Linked DNA regions of Anas platyrhynchos: region 2 is linked to region 1. A link is a contact called in public Hi-C data. All regions are on one chromosome and are shown on one strand. The core of a region is the stretch at or near the end of the contact, and the rest is flanking DNA. Distances in the headings are between cores, read along the strand shown.

The links. Hi-C and Micro-C count contacts between places; a contact is called where the count stands out from the background.
Region 2: a Hi-C map of skeletal muscle shows a contact between it and region 1, with 1.7 times the contacts expected there. The contact joins the promoter of PSMB7 here to the enhancer-like site in region 1. A contact is called at or near these places in 3 of 8 Hi-C or Micro-C datasets (liver, skeletal muscle and subcutaneous adipose tissue).

What each region holds. Positions count from the first base shown.
Region 1 is chr18:13,080,526-13,087,876 of IASCAAS_PekinDuck_T2T, reverse strand. No RefSeq gene overlaps it. Among named protein-coding and RNA genes, the nearest start is that of NEK6, 49 kb to the left of the region's middle. Within about 2 kb of position 5,651, at least 3 of the 8 cell types and tissues checked have an H3K27ac peak or open chromatin away from gene starts, as enhancers often do.
Region 2 is chr18:13,213,861-13,221,154 of IASCAAS_PekinDuck_T2T, reverse strand. PSMB7 (proteasome 20S subunit beta 7) reads left to right here and starts at 1,757. Exons shown (of 8, transcript XM_038164937.2): 1 at 1,757-1,916; 2 at 2,052-2,145; 3 at 2,319-2,416; 4 at 2,932-3,072; 5 at 4,337-4,452. The coding sequence starts at 1,855.

The DNA.
Region 1 (7,351 bases), core at 4,402-6,901:
TTAGCACTGTGATAGCCTATTTTCATCCTGATCCTCACACTTACTCCTGGCTCTAAATTGTTCTTTATAAAGAGGTCTGCAGGGACCTTGTTATTTTTATTGCTGTAATAAGGCAGCTCTACAGGAGAGAAGGGAAGTGTTTAGAAAGATAGCAAAGACCCCGAGGCTGCCTGAATGTCAGGGAGGGCCTGTTGCAGAGGCCAAGCAACCTGGGCTCTTGCCTTGGTGAGCACTAATCCCTTTGGCTTGCCAAATGGGCACCAGGCAGTAAAAACAAAGGGTGACGCTGCCCGACTCGAGGATTAACCTGACCAGGACAGGAGGCAGAGCAGGGCTGTAACACCTCCTTAGAGGGGGCTTTGGAGCGGTGGATTCAGATTCCCTCTAATCCTCAGGGAACAGGCTCCTTCAGCAGCAATGACCTAAACCCCAGGGAACTGCTTAGCACGAGCAAATTAGCAGCATCACATTTATGTATTTCAGGTAACTCAGAGCACAGGCTCAGCAGGCAGGTAGCAGGCGAGGAGCGTTACCCGAGCTGTGTGTGCAGCAGCACCAGCACTCAGCAGCCCTGCTGCAGGGGCACTGGGGCAGCACGGGCACCGCAAGCTGCCTGGGCACCCTCCTGCCCTGCCCTGCCCAACCCGGGTTGCTCTGGGAGCATTCCTAAGAGTTTGTGCATCCATAGCATGTCCCTCCTGCACCGCTAAGTGACAGTTTCATCCTGAGCTGAAGGCCTGTGCAGCAAAGCCTCTGACCAGGCTGCTTTACAGTGAAGGCATTTCCTAGAAAGATTTTGAGAGGAACACACAACATGAGTCCTGCTCCTTGCTGGCTGTTTGGGGTCACCATTACCTTCAGGCTGAGCAGTTGGTGGCTGCAGCTACGCTCCTAGGATGGGGACTGACTGAAGGCTCAGCAGACTGCGGCGCATCACCAGATTCACCTCTCAAGACACAACAGAACTGGTTTCCAGAAAGGGCAGAAAGAGAAGAGGCTTGGTGGACACAGGGAGACGAGGCAACAGATGGCCATGTAAGCACTGTGTGTCCACAGAGAGTCAGTGTGCTGGCTGGAACAGCTATTGATCCCATTAGTGCTACTGTCTAGTTCGAACGCAAGTCCTCCAGTGTGCATGACAGGAGGTCAGGGCCTGGACTGCATTTCCAAATCATGCAGTAATAACAGAGAGAGAACGCTGAAGGTAGCGCAAGTGTAAGAGACTTCCAGGATTACAGCTGAAGCAAAAACAAACATTACATAAATTGGGTGACAAGAGCCGTGCCCATCCTTGCTGCAGACACACTTGCTGAGCAGAGATGCTCAGAACGCTTTTGTTCAAATGTCAAAACCCAGAAAATGCTGTTTCATCAGGAACAGAAGTGCTCCCTGGGAACATGGGCAGTTCAGCAAAGCTTGAAACAAGAGCATTTCTGAACAATTTGTTCCTACATCCTGGAGTCTATATCCCCACATACTTTAATGTTATATATCATCCCTGACACTTGGAAATTATTGCACTGAGATGCTTCTGTACCAGAGAAAGGTAATGTTTTGATAATGACGTTTTGCGTTTTTCGTCCCAACTGAAATATTTGAGACGTTTTGCCCAATGTAGTATTTCAACATTTTGATTTTTATTACAATTTAGGTCAAAAAAAAATCTAAAATATCAGAATTTCTTGGGGGACCAATATTTTGTTTTCCAAACAGCCTTATTGCTGAGAAACTAAAAAGTTAGTGTCTTGGGAAGTGATTCAGTGCTGCAGCAGCATCTCAGACATAAGAGTACACTCTACTAATAGATGAGGCTGTTGTACGATGCTAATATGGAAACGAGAGCTCCAGCAAACTGTTCCTCTCCCTGGTGAACAGCCGAGCTCAGTAGCTCACAACTGTTTGCTTTATAAGCTCCCTTGTTGTTGCCATGAGGCCAAGCACACATATTTAGTTCCCTCAGCGTTCCTGCAAGACTTAATACTTATTCCAGGTTCCCTCTTGGCACAGAGAATTCGCTGGTTTGATCCAAAAGTGAAAGCAGCTTTTCTTGTCTCAATCCCATTGCTTTCAGCAAGTGGCAACTCGTTTTTCCGAGTGTGCTGGGATCGAAAGCGTACCTGTGGCACCCATAACCACTTGGCCTGGAAGACCTGCAGCAAGCCATTCTGCCACCGTCATCTCAGAGTTCCTTTTAAGATCTCACAAGGCAGTGACTGATCTGCCCATTGCAATGGGTTTGACTAATATTTCATTACCTATCCCGACTGAAAATGTTGTTTGATTTAGGTTCAAAGAGCTCATTATATAGGGATGTTTTTTTTCTCAGATGGGAAAAAAATCAAGTGCAGAGTAAAAAAGTATCAAATGCTAAGCTAATTACATTTTGCCAAGGTTTGGTTGGTGTATGACTGTATCTGAGATTTTGCTCATTACCAGTTGTATAATATAATTTCTACTGCACAGTTAATTAGTACCCAAAAAGTAACCAAAGGAATTTATACAAGCCTGGTTGGAGGACACGAAATAAATCACTGAGGAATAGGTCTGGGGAAAGTCCCCAGTGAGGGCATTTTCACTACTGAAGCAAAACACTCAGAGGTTTAACCTCCAAACCTGACAGATGTTTGGGAAGAAGCTCAGAAGCTTCTCAAGGACTGCCTGTGTGCCCTAGTCAGACAGTCGAACTCCATCTCCTTCCACGAGCCGTGTGCTTTACCTAGCTGATGTCAGCAGATTTCAGCAGGGGCTCAGGCCGGGATCCTGCTTTCCGCTGGCTTGGCAGAAGCCCCGAGCGACATCCAGCCTGAGCGCAGCTCCTTTCATCGCGGCGCACCGCTTCCAAGCCTGCTCCGCTCGTGATGGCTCACTCCAAACATCTGAAGCTGACAGAGAAGTATCACTTAAGCACTAACACAGATACCTCCGCCTTCCACCACCACGGTATTCGTCCTGAGACAGTGGAAAATGTCATCGCTCCTTTGAAGCCAGGAGCGCTGTGACAGGCCAGCTGACAGCCCGGCTCCCTGACGGCCAGCCAGGCTCCCCCAGGTTCTGCGCGGCCACGCGATTGCCTTCCCAGCTGTGCTGTGTGCCTGGGGAGCTACCATCGCCCTCCTGAAAGGCTTCGTTTTGGCCAGAGCTGCTCACCGCTGCGGGGCCGGGACATGCTGCCAAGCTGTTGCTTCCATTTTGAGGCAGAATCATCCCGCATCAGATGGGATTTACTGCCTCTGTGGGTTGGGTTCGTTCTCCAAGTCAGCTGAGCTATTCTGAACTCGGGGTTGAAGGTGGAAGGAATAGCTCTTTGTTTATTCCTTCTAAAGCAGCTCATTCGCTCCTACTTTCTGCCCTTTTCCATTCGGATGCTTTTGCCCTTTGAAACATTTCCAGTTGTTTCCCCCCCAGCCCAAAGAGAGACTAAAATTTACTACGTCCATGTGTGTACTCTCTGTGAGGCTCTTCCAGCAGCTCAGCAAGAAATACAGCCCGCGGGGATGCGTTAAAACCAATGACCATCCCAGACTGCTTAAAGGGAAGTCAGATACCAGTAACCAAATACATTGCCATAAAATGTATTGCTCTGTCTGGATCTGTGTTTGCCATCACTTTAAAGCCTAGAAGTGGTCTCCAATTTGCCTGTGTTGGAATTCGTCATTATTCACCACTCCTCCCAAATCCGATGTGATCTGCAAACTAGGAAATCTTGCTTTCTATGTCCTCAGCCAAGTCTTTCATACACTGTAACTATCAGAAAGACCAGGATCCGCCAGTGCAGTCTCCTACAGTACACGCTCCTTTATTAACTTGTCTTTCATCTTGAAAGGCTTCTATTTATGCCTCCTTTCCCCACTCTGCTCCTGTCCTCTGGCCAATTTTCAATCAGTGAGCCAATTCTTCCCCTTTCCAACTCCCCACCTTTAGACATTAACCTCCGACGTGGGACCCTGTCAAACACCGTCTGAAGATCCAAGCCTCTCCTGACTGCTGCTTAGCCTCTTGTCTATGCTGACAGGAGTGTATGTTCTAAAAAAAGAAATTTCCAAAAGTTAGCGAGGCAGAAAAGGTCCTTTCCGGAAACCACACTGGCTATCTTTGGTCAAGCTGTGCGTTTCTCAACAGGCCACCTTTCATCTATTAAAACATTTTCTAAGACTCGTCTTCACCTGAAGAGAAACGAACTTCCCTGCAAGACCCTGGTGCACATCTGGGTTGTTCCTTAAATAATGGTGGGAGGCTGTCCGCCTTCCACCTTTGAGGAATCTCCTGCAAAACACTTCAGCTCTGTGAAGTGCCTGTGAAAACCTTTCCAATTTAGACCCACAGTTCCTTTAACCTCTCTAATAAGAGAGCCATAGAGTAGGGGGTTTGGTACCAACCATCCACTTCACACCCTCGCTCCCTGAAAGCTTCGTTTTCTGTGCTCTCTTTTCCTTTGAGGAATAAAGTCTGGTTTCCACCTTTCTACTTACAACTTTGGTCCAGGCGGCTCCTCTCTGACTCGGGTGTATTCTCTCTGCCAGTAGCCAAGCCTGACATTTCTGCTTTCCTCTTTATGCTCCTCTACTCCACAACCAATAGATTAAAACAAAATTAGCTTCCATCTTTGCCTCCAGCCCTTTCCTTCCTGCTGACACGCAGACTCCGCCAGCTTGTTCTCACCCTGCTCGGCTCCAATGCCAAAATGTCCCCAATTACCAAAGAATCCCATATATCCTGCTCTGTGTGTGATCACTCCTACACCATTATCTTGCCGCTCAATTCATAGCCTCTGCCTGGAAGCCGCAGTAAACCTGTCTCAATGTGCCACTTTACATCCACATTGAGTCTCCTTGGTCTCCAGAGGAGTGTCTCAGCTCACAGTCACCTTCCTGCTATGCCATTTACAGAGATATGTGTGTGCACAAACGGCTTCCTTCCTTGCATGCCAGATGAGATGAATATCTTATGTTGCTTACATAGCCTCATAAACAGGTATTTTCCCATGCCACCGTGTTGCTTTGCATGATTAGAAAGAGCTGACTTAAACACATTCAAATGATTGCGTGGGCTAGTTACAGTACGCTGTGTGGAGCTGTTGTAATTTTTATCCTCCATATATCCAAACTGTCCTGGACAAAAATGCTATGTCTGTAAAATGAAAAGGAGCAAGATCAAAACTCATCTGGTGTTCTTGGGTTTGGGTCATTGTTGGGGCTTGGTGGGAAGGGATAAAAAGATCAGCCCCAAATTATTTATCTGTTCAGCCAGCCTGAATTCCTCGCAGCTTCAGTTCATCCCAAATGTACCGATGTAGGAAGAAATTAAAATTCCCCTGCTCTATCTGCCCTACTTCAACACACTTCACACTAGGCAAGGCAAGCCTGCTCTTTGCTTCTCCTTGAGCAGCTTCATCGTCCTGGTGTTAAGGCATCCAAGCCAGCGACAGTCCTTCACCAGAGCCTTTCCAATCTCCTGGGTACAGAGGGGTGAGGCAGCAATTCTTCTGGCAGCTGGAGGAGCAGAGGGCTGAGAACCAAGCTGACCTCTCATCATGGCACTGCCCAGGCAGACACACCAGCCGACAAACCTCCACACGGCGATCTACCGTGAGCAGCAGCAAGGTCAAGAGCGGCTCCTGCAGGGTCTCCCAGCCCCAGCTGCTCCCACCTGGCCAGACGTGGCTACGGGAGGGCTCGGGAGGGCTCCTTCTGCAGGTGCCTGCAGGTGCTCACTTGGCTGCCTCGTACAGCCTGGCCGAGATCTCGGCACGTGAGTCCAGCAGAGGTGGCAGGGGATGCCCGAAAGCCATCCGGGCACAGCAGGGTGCTGTGCAGGCAGCTCACCGCAGCCTCACCCATCGTGTCCAGCCGCAGGCCCCTGGCACAACGAGCTCGTCCTTGGCACCACATTTCCCTCCTGCCGCACCCGAGGAGCGCCAAGGTCACATTCGCCGAGCCACGGGCTGCGGAGCAGCTTTGTTTGTTTCAGACGAGCCAGGGGGAGCAGACGAGAGAGAGTCAGTCAGTGTTATCACAACTAATGCAGCTCATTAGAATTGTTTTAAACTCTGAAAGCAAATGAATATCTAATGAGATTTCCCCCCAGGTGTAATTAGCAATAAGCTTTACATTGCTCTAAAAATACCCTCCAATTTTTTGAAAAACTAAATGCAGATAACTGGAAGCTCTAGTTACACTTAATGAACTGAACAAAGCACATTGAAAACTAAGAATATTTTAATTGTGTTTATTTAGCCTTCAGCAAAGGATCTAAGACATTTTCATAATCATCAAATTAATTCCAAAATGCTTCTTTGTAAGTTGTCCAGCTAGCAATGTCGATGTTGATCACATACAGTGGGCTATTTCCTGGTCGGACAGTCAATTTACTGAACAATGCATTATTCAAGGACCTGAAGCATCTCTGCACCGATCTTTCCCTCCCCTTCCCTTCTCCCACAGGCTGTTTAGCGTACAGAGGAGTTTATCAACTCAAGAAGAAACACTGCATTCCTGGTGAGTGAAAATAAACACCATCGGATAGCTTCTTCCTTCCATATTTGCCCCAAAAAGAATGGTGAGGAAAATACTAATTTTCTTCAAAATTCTCCAGAATTACTGAAGTGGGTATCACCTTTCACATTCACTTCAAATCAACTGATAAGCTGGCTTCCTATCACAGAGCTCCCCAGACGACTGACTCAGTTTGGCAACGACCAGACAGAGCTGTCTAAAACTCCGACCTTTGAAAGGAAAGAAGCTGCAGCCCAACACGTGTATCATCCTCCCCTGGAACAGCTTAGGGCTCCGACCCGGTTTTGATTAATTCGGCAAAATATCAGCAAGACACCGTGTCAGAGTTTCTCTGTGTCTGGTGATGGCTGCGGCACCGGGAGATGGAGCCCAGCCCTGCATGCGGGCAGGACACGAGATGGGAGCATGGCAACTCTCCCTGCTGCTCCTGCTGACCGTGTTTCATGAGCAGCCCCCGGAGCCCAGGCTCGGGCTGGAGAGTGACCTCGCTGCGTTTCTTCACAGGGCTCCAGGTAGTCACATCCCATCGATGTCCTTTGCGTCTCTGTGCCTAGCTCGCTGCCTGCCTCTGAAGCATTGCAAAGGAGAGTTAATTAATTCTGACCACTCCTAATAGTCTTCTAGGTCGCAAATTGGTGATTCAGCTTCATTAATTTGATTTCTAACATTTCATCCTTTGCACTCTCTGCCCGATTAGCTTCCTGAAATTTAGTTTCAGTAAATGGGATGAGCAAGGCAGAAACTTCCAAAGAGATTTTCCTCACTGGCATTTGGAGGACAAGGCATGGTGCAAAGCCCCGGACTGGCAGCTGGGCTGAGGTCACCTCCTTTTTGCAAAC
Region 2 (7,294 bases), core at 508-3,007, 140 kb before region 1:
CGCAGGGACACTGTCTGATTTAGCCAATGCCAAAAATGTGAACTCTGGAACTCCACCAGCTTAGCAATGTACCCCTGGGAGCCCACAGCTGGTGTGGATGAGAGCAGCAAGGCTTTCTGACAGTGACAGAAACCAAAGGGCACTTAGAAAGAACAGAGATCCCCATTCCTCTTTCCAGTTTCAAGTATCAGGCACTTTTCCCCTCTCTTCAGCGGGCACAGAGACTTTGGGCAGTGTCAGCACATTTCTGAGTTATCTGTCTGCAAGGTGTCCTCAGCAAGGGCTTGCAAGTCATAGGATCTGGAGTTAACCTACCTCCAACAGAAAAATTGATTCTTGCCTATTTCACAAGCCTTTTCTATTAACTGGCAGGGACAAATGCCATGTCTGGCTCTCCAGCTCCTCCAGTCTGAACACTGCTCTAGTTATTTTGCTACAAGACTGGCATAAACAAGAAAAATGCTGGATTTTGTTTTTCACCCCCCTGGCTGTTTTCTTTCCCCTCCCATTGGCATCTATTTTTGAACAGGGAAAAGCAGACGTTGCACAATAGCTTTGCCCACCCGTCTTATTTTTGTTTGCATACCTTTATCTGAATAACACAATGATGGGGAGCATTTTAAATAATTTGGAGGGACACTGTAGACTTGTAGATTTGTTCTGGATGCATGAGACCCTAGTTTCATTTTTAGGCCATCTGCTAACTGGTGCTTGTTCAGAGGGAGTCTGCAAGATATTTGATTCACTTCTGATGCAAGAGACATTGTTCCTTCTGGAATGAAAGCCAGACCTGCTCCTGCCAGCAATGCCACATACTCTCAAGATGTGTTCTGAGGATGAAGCACCTCAAAAAGGAAGATATTTAGTAAAATGCTTAGATAAAGTCTCCTTTAGGCAAGAAGCCAATGCACTGATTACGTTCTTGTGGTGTTCTAAAAAATAGAGGTTCTTGTATAATTGCCATTTAATGGTCGGGACAAACAACATTTGACTTTTTTAAAACAACAAGATTTTTAATTTCAGACACTTTTTTCCCAATTTTCTAGAAAGCATATTAGACATGTAATTAGGTATGTGGTACACTTCTGAAAAATCTCAGTATGTTTGCATTTAAGATGCATCCTTTCTTGAAAAGCTGCCACGAGTTCTTTTGTCTGTGAACACACTGGGCCGTTCCTTTCCATGTCTGTAACCTGGGGAAAAGAAAGCTAAAGCAAAGGTCTGATGTACTTTATCTGGAAAAGAGTGAAATAATTTTATTGATCTCCTTGGGATAGAGCAGGACTTTGCTAATTTTGAAAACGGGCATTTACATTTTGTCTCTCACCATACACCCGTGACATTAACAGTGCAGCATTTCAGGTGGATTTGCATTTTCTCTTTTTTGGTTCTTTGGTTGCAGGTTCTTTGTAAGGTCTGAACATAACGAGTCAGTTTGATGACTGCTTGGAGGAACGGGACTAGCAGTGCAGGACCGACCACCTTCGGCTGCTTGGTGTAAATGACACACAAACCGCAGCTCACCCGTGCACTTTCTTATTATTTCAGCCTGGACACGGACCGGCACCCACCCCGCGGGGCTCACACTGCCTGCGGCTCCACACCGCGCTCCCCCCCTTCCCTCTCCCTGTGCCCCAGCCCCTCCGCCACCAGCTCCGAGCGCTGAGAGCGGGGCAGGGCCCAGAAGCACGGCCGGGCCCCCCCAGGACAGGAGGGAGCCGTGCCCGTGGAGCCGGGCCGGGCCCCGCCGCCATTTCGCAGCGCCCGGCGGGGCCCCGAGGCGGGCCCAGCCCCGGCAGCGGCCCCGCTGCGCGCGCAGGAGCCCGACCCGGAACCGCTCGGCTCGGCGAGGAGATGGCGGCCGTGTCCGTGCTGCAGGCGCCCAGCGGCGGCTTCAGCTTCGACAACTGCGCTCGGTGAGGCGCGGGGCGGCCGGGACGGGGGGCGAGGGGATGCGATGTGACGGGTGGGCTGCGGGGCTCGGGGCTGGGAGCCGGCGGAGCCCCCGCCACCGCCCACCCGGCCTCAGCGCTCCTGCCCCTGTGTTGCAGGAACTCGCTCCTGGAGGCCGAGCTCGCCCAGAAGGGGCAGCGGCTGCCGGCGGCCCGCAAGACCGGCACCACCATCGCGGGCGTCGTCTTCAAGGTGAGGGGCGGCGGACGGCTCCGGGCGGTGGGCGGCGGGCAGCGGGCCGGGCCCCAGCGCTGCGGCCCCGCTGAGTCACGGCGGGGCCGGGCCCGGGGCTGGGGTCAAACCCCCCCGGTGCGAGCCCCCCGGGGCCGAGGCCGGGCTCTGGGAGTCGTTCTCTCCTTGCTCAGGATGGCGTGGTCCTCGGAGCAGACACGAGAGCGACGGAAGGAATGGTTGTGGCTGACAAGAACTGCTCGAAAATACACTTCATTTCTCCTAACATCTAGTAAGTGTGGGATCGGTTGTTGTGTGGGATTTTTAGCTGTCCCCTCTGCCAACGGCAAGTATTAAGGTGCTTAAAAACAATAATTTACATTTATTAGCCAGGCTTGCTCATTTTGGGCATTTTATTCATGTTTAAATAGGCTGTCTTGTTTCATGCTCTGAAAATACTAACTGTATGGGAACTTAGTTTCTTCAATTTTGCAATGAGGGAAGGGGATGCACAGACTGCAAATGCTGAAAAGAAGAAAAAAAAAGTCTTAAGGGGCTGTAATTATATGTGCCGCTCATTAGGATTACGAGTAGCAAGGCTGTTGTGTTTCAGGAACTGTAAACGCTGTCTAGGGATGGACAGGAAGAAAACCCAAGTAGTTAAAAAGAGTTGAATGACTTGAGGCAGCTTAGAAAGAAAAAAAGAAGTTTAAATTTGTTGAATAAACCAGGCAGAATGCTCATAGAGGCACACAGTTACTTGTTTCCCCTCCCCGCCTCTTCCAACTTGCTTGCAATATTTCCCAGTTGTTGCGGTGCTGGAACAGCTGCAGATACTGAAATGACAACTCAGCTGATTTCTTCCAATCTGGAGCTCCATTCGCTGTCTACTGGACGACTTCCACGCGTTGTCACAGCTAATCGAATGCTAAAGCAAATGCTTTTCAGGTAACCAAATGTTCTTCTTATATATTAATAATGCTGTTAAAACTACCACCTGTGACTCAAGCTCCTGTGAACGCGTATCCTTTCTTAGCCTACTTAACTTCCATAACAAGACTCTAGGAAAGACTGAAGAATTGCTCCATCAGCGATATTTTAGAGAACTGGTCCTACAGTTGTGCTGTGTTGATAGCATTTATACTGCAAAAATATAAGGACAATATTTTAATGAACTGTTGATCACAACAATGAAAATTGATGTGTATCTTTTTGTGACAAGATGGCTGGACCAGTAATAATCTTGTAAATGAAAGCTTTTCAAATCGAGAATTTTATGACCTGTAATAGAATCACAATCTGAAAATCTATGTTATTTTCAAAGGAATAGAATGACTAACCATTTGAAGCTTGCAGCTTCTGTTAATACAGAATTTTGATGGTGGTTTAGTGAGATATATAACAGGTGGAAGTTGTACTGCAGTTGTCCTATGGAAAACTTACCTGATTGCTTGGCTGATTGGAAACCATCACAAGTATGGGAGTTGTACCTCATAAATAGCAATGCGACTTAAAATGTGCTATTATTGAGGGAATGTTCTTCAAATCTTAAAGCATTGCAGTATTGTTTTAATACTGTTTTTTTGTAGAAGTAAAGAATGCTGTTGAAAGAGAAAAAAGAATGAAACAAACATATTCATTTAGGGAGATTGTTCAAACTATGGAAGAGTCCCCAGCAGAGTGAAATAAAGCCCTCTTCTCCCCAGCCCTGCCAGCTTTGTTCAACCAAGTGACCTAGATGAATTACAGTAATTCAGCTTGCTTGCTTGATGCTGTATTGCTGGGCAGTTTGCCTTAAGCGTGTCATAAGACAATGAATTAAAAAGTTAAATCAGCCAAGAACATCTCATGGAGGAAATGAAGGAATATATTTTCTTTGAAGTCTCTAAATATAAACTTAATTGCAGATACAGGAATTTCATGCAAGGCTTGAAAACTGTTCTGAATTCTCTCCCTGTCAGCACAAATGTATCTTCCAGCCTCCTTGCTTGTCCAATGCATGCTTGTTCTGGTTGACAGTGAAATACATAATGTTGGTTAATTTCTCAATTTAGGCTGTTGCTCACAGATAGTAAAAGCAGTCTTTCTGTTATGGAGATGTACCTGCTGTAATCATGGAAGAATTCTGAAATGCGTGCGTTGTGTTTAAAACGAACAAAAAAGCACAGCTTTATCATAGGTTTCCAAGTTCACATATAAACATTGTCCCTAGGTATCAAGGCTACATCGGTGCTGCCCTGGTTTTAGGGGGAGTGGATGTCACAGGACCTCACCTTTACAGCATATATCCCCACGGATCAACTGACAAATTGCCTTATGTTACCATGGGTAAGTGCTGGCTCCTTAGTACTCTGACACAACTCTCTGGTGAAAAAAAAAAAAAAAAAAAAAAAAAGTAATTTTTACTTAAATTCTGTTGTTTGCTGTGAGCTGTGCAGAGCTCAGACTTCAGAGATAAAGCTGTACCCATGTTTTTACTGCAGGTGAGATGTTCTGTTTTGAATGCTTTAAGGTTATGGGCTATTATACTGTCTAAATCTTAAGCAACCCAAAAATGGTATTCAGAAACTTGATGTGCAGATAGTGCTAAGTTATGGTTCATGTAAAATCTTGCTGGGGAAACGCATTTTTCCTGAAGTTTGACTGCAGTTCCATTAGGAATAAACGTGTCTTGCTTCTCATCTGGACCTATTTTGTTTTTTGCTAGGTAGCAGCGGTGTTTTAAGCAAGAAGGAGCTTCATTGTAGTTTATTTACAATGTATGATTGGTTTTAATTACGATATGGAGCTTCTCAATAAGAAGGTTATGTCTGTTGCTGGGGTGGCAACTTGACAGTAGTAGCCTACTGTCAGGTTATTAAGTCTTAACACCGTAAGTCTTCCATCTGCACCTTTTCTGTAATAGCACTAATTTGAACTATATGTAACTGAAGTTTTCTTTTCTTTTTTTTTTTTTTTTAAATGTCCTGCAAGCTGATAGCTAATTTTAAGCATGAACCTTCTTCCTGCTCCACCCTTGTGAGGGCTGTGGAGGAGAGTATGAAGCTGTTCTTTCATCTTCCTGGCCTTCTGTTTTGTTGGCCAGAGGTAGCCAAGTTATAGCTTGCTTTAACCACATGGTTTTCACCACTTGCTAAGGAAAAGGTAACAGTTCCTAGAAGAACCAAACCAGACTTTAGTCTACATGATGGCCTTGCTTCTTTGTGTCATTTTTCAACTTCCTATTCAGTGTTTCCTGTGGTCCTTACACTCCAGGAACTGGTTTGTCAGTTTCAGAAATTCACATTTGCAACTTGAAAAGGAATCATCTGGCTTAAGCAAGCATTGTTTACTCCTGTAGTTTGATACAAGTGTTGTGTTTGAGGGCCTGCAGACTGTGAAGATCCCTTCTTTGCTATTACTGCTAGCAGTTTGTGTTCTAAAAATGAAGAAAAAATAGCTTATACAGTAATGTTTGTCATGCATAATGCTTTCATTGCCAACAATTAGAAAAAGCAAGCAAAAAAGCATTTCTGTATACATCTCATTCAGTTCTGGATTAGGGAGTGTGATACTGAAAACTGAAAACATGCTTCCCACTCCCACAAAAGCAGATGAAGAAAATACCTACAGGAGAGAATTAAACTTTTGAACTCCTCAGTGGTGCTTTGCAGTAGCAAAAATCTCACGCTGAAGTGGCTCTTGAGCATAAGGCCGTTTAGCTGTGATCTCCTTGATAGAACACTGGAGGCCATTATGAGTATTTTTAAGAAGACACTATTCCAGAATACAGAATCTTCATTCAGCTTTAATCTTAATTTGTGAATTTAACTTGTAATTCATACTATATCTTAAAACTATTCATTGTCTGTGTCATCTAGGTAAATTTAATTAGCTAGATCAGTTTTTTATTTATTGAGGGAAGGTTGAAGAGTGCCCTTGGTGAGAATCCAGAAATATAACCTTCAACTTGCAGGAGAGCCTTGGTGATTGCCATTCTCCCTGGTTATTTTTTTTGAGAAGGGAATTAACGCATGCATTCTTGAATGGAAGGACACACACATCTTGAAATATTACTGAACTTGTAAAATCTTTTGCACATAGTTGTATTTTCAATAGTTTCATTGTTTGATCAGTTCTGAGTTTGGTTTTATAGACAACAATTTGCGGTTGAAGAGTAAAAACTAGTAAGAGAGGTAAATGAGACACTAGTAAGAGATAAAACTGGTGCCTTATGAGCTGATTATAGTCATGTGCTGTATCACCTATGATTTTTAAGATCATTACCCTAGCAAGAATATCTTATAAGCTGGAAAAAGTAAAATTCTAAACATAGCCAGGGTTGCAGTTGGTCTCTGAACTCAAAAGAAGACCACGTTTCAGATTTACCTTTCATTTTGAAGACTTGAATGATTTTTAAATGAGATCTTGGTTTCTGCAGAGTTGCAGAAGTGTAATGTAGAGTCCACATAAATCAGAAAAGCAAACTGAAAGCAGAAAAATGAAATAGGTCAGTTTAATAAGCATGATTTGCTCTATGTAGCTTTTATGCTGACTCTGTGATGGGAAAATACAACTTCAATTTTAGTTAATCTTTTCCTGTTTGTGGTTGTTATCTCTAGATTAAATGCCATTAGCTATATTCTTGGAAATTTTAAAGCTTTTTTTTTTTTTTCCTTCTGGGTCTTTCTTAGACAAAATGGCTACAAAATCTACAAAAATGGCTTTTCTGCTGTTTGGAAGAGCAGGAACCAGAAATGCAAAAAACTGTGGTTTGGGGATTTTTTCCTGAAATGGATTCAAAATGTCACCACAACACTAAGAACAGAAGTTCTTAGCGAGCAGTTTTTGTAGAGTTCTAGTACAGTGCATTAAACTAAACCAGCTTTGTTGTAAAAACAGAATTTATGCTATAGGCTTTTTCATTTAATTGTCAGAAAAACGTGTACTTCTATGGGACAGGGATTTCGCTTGCCCGTTCTCTGAATGTGATTAAAGAAGTAGTGGGTTTTAAAAAGTGCCCGAACTATTTGTTAGGGCTTGACTTAACTGAGTTTCTTGTACCAATTCATTTGACCTTCAGGCCACCACTTTCTTTGCATTTGTTTTCAAATTTCCGCTGCATGTTGTTGAGAATTTTAAAGAGATCACAGCCTGTTTTTATCAGAGCTTTAATATTCATCATTTGTTA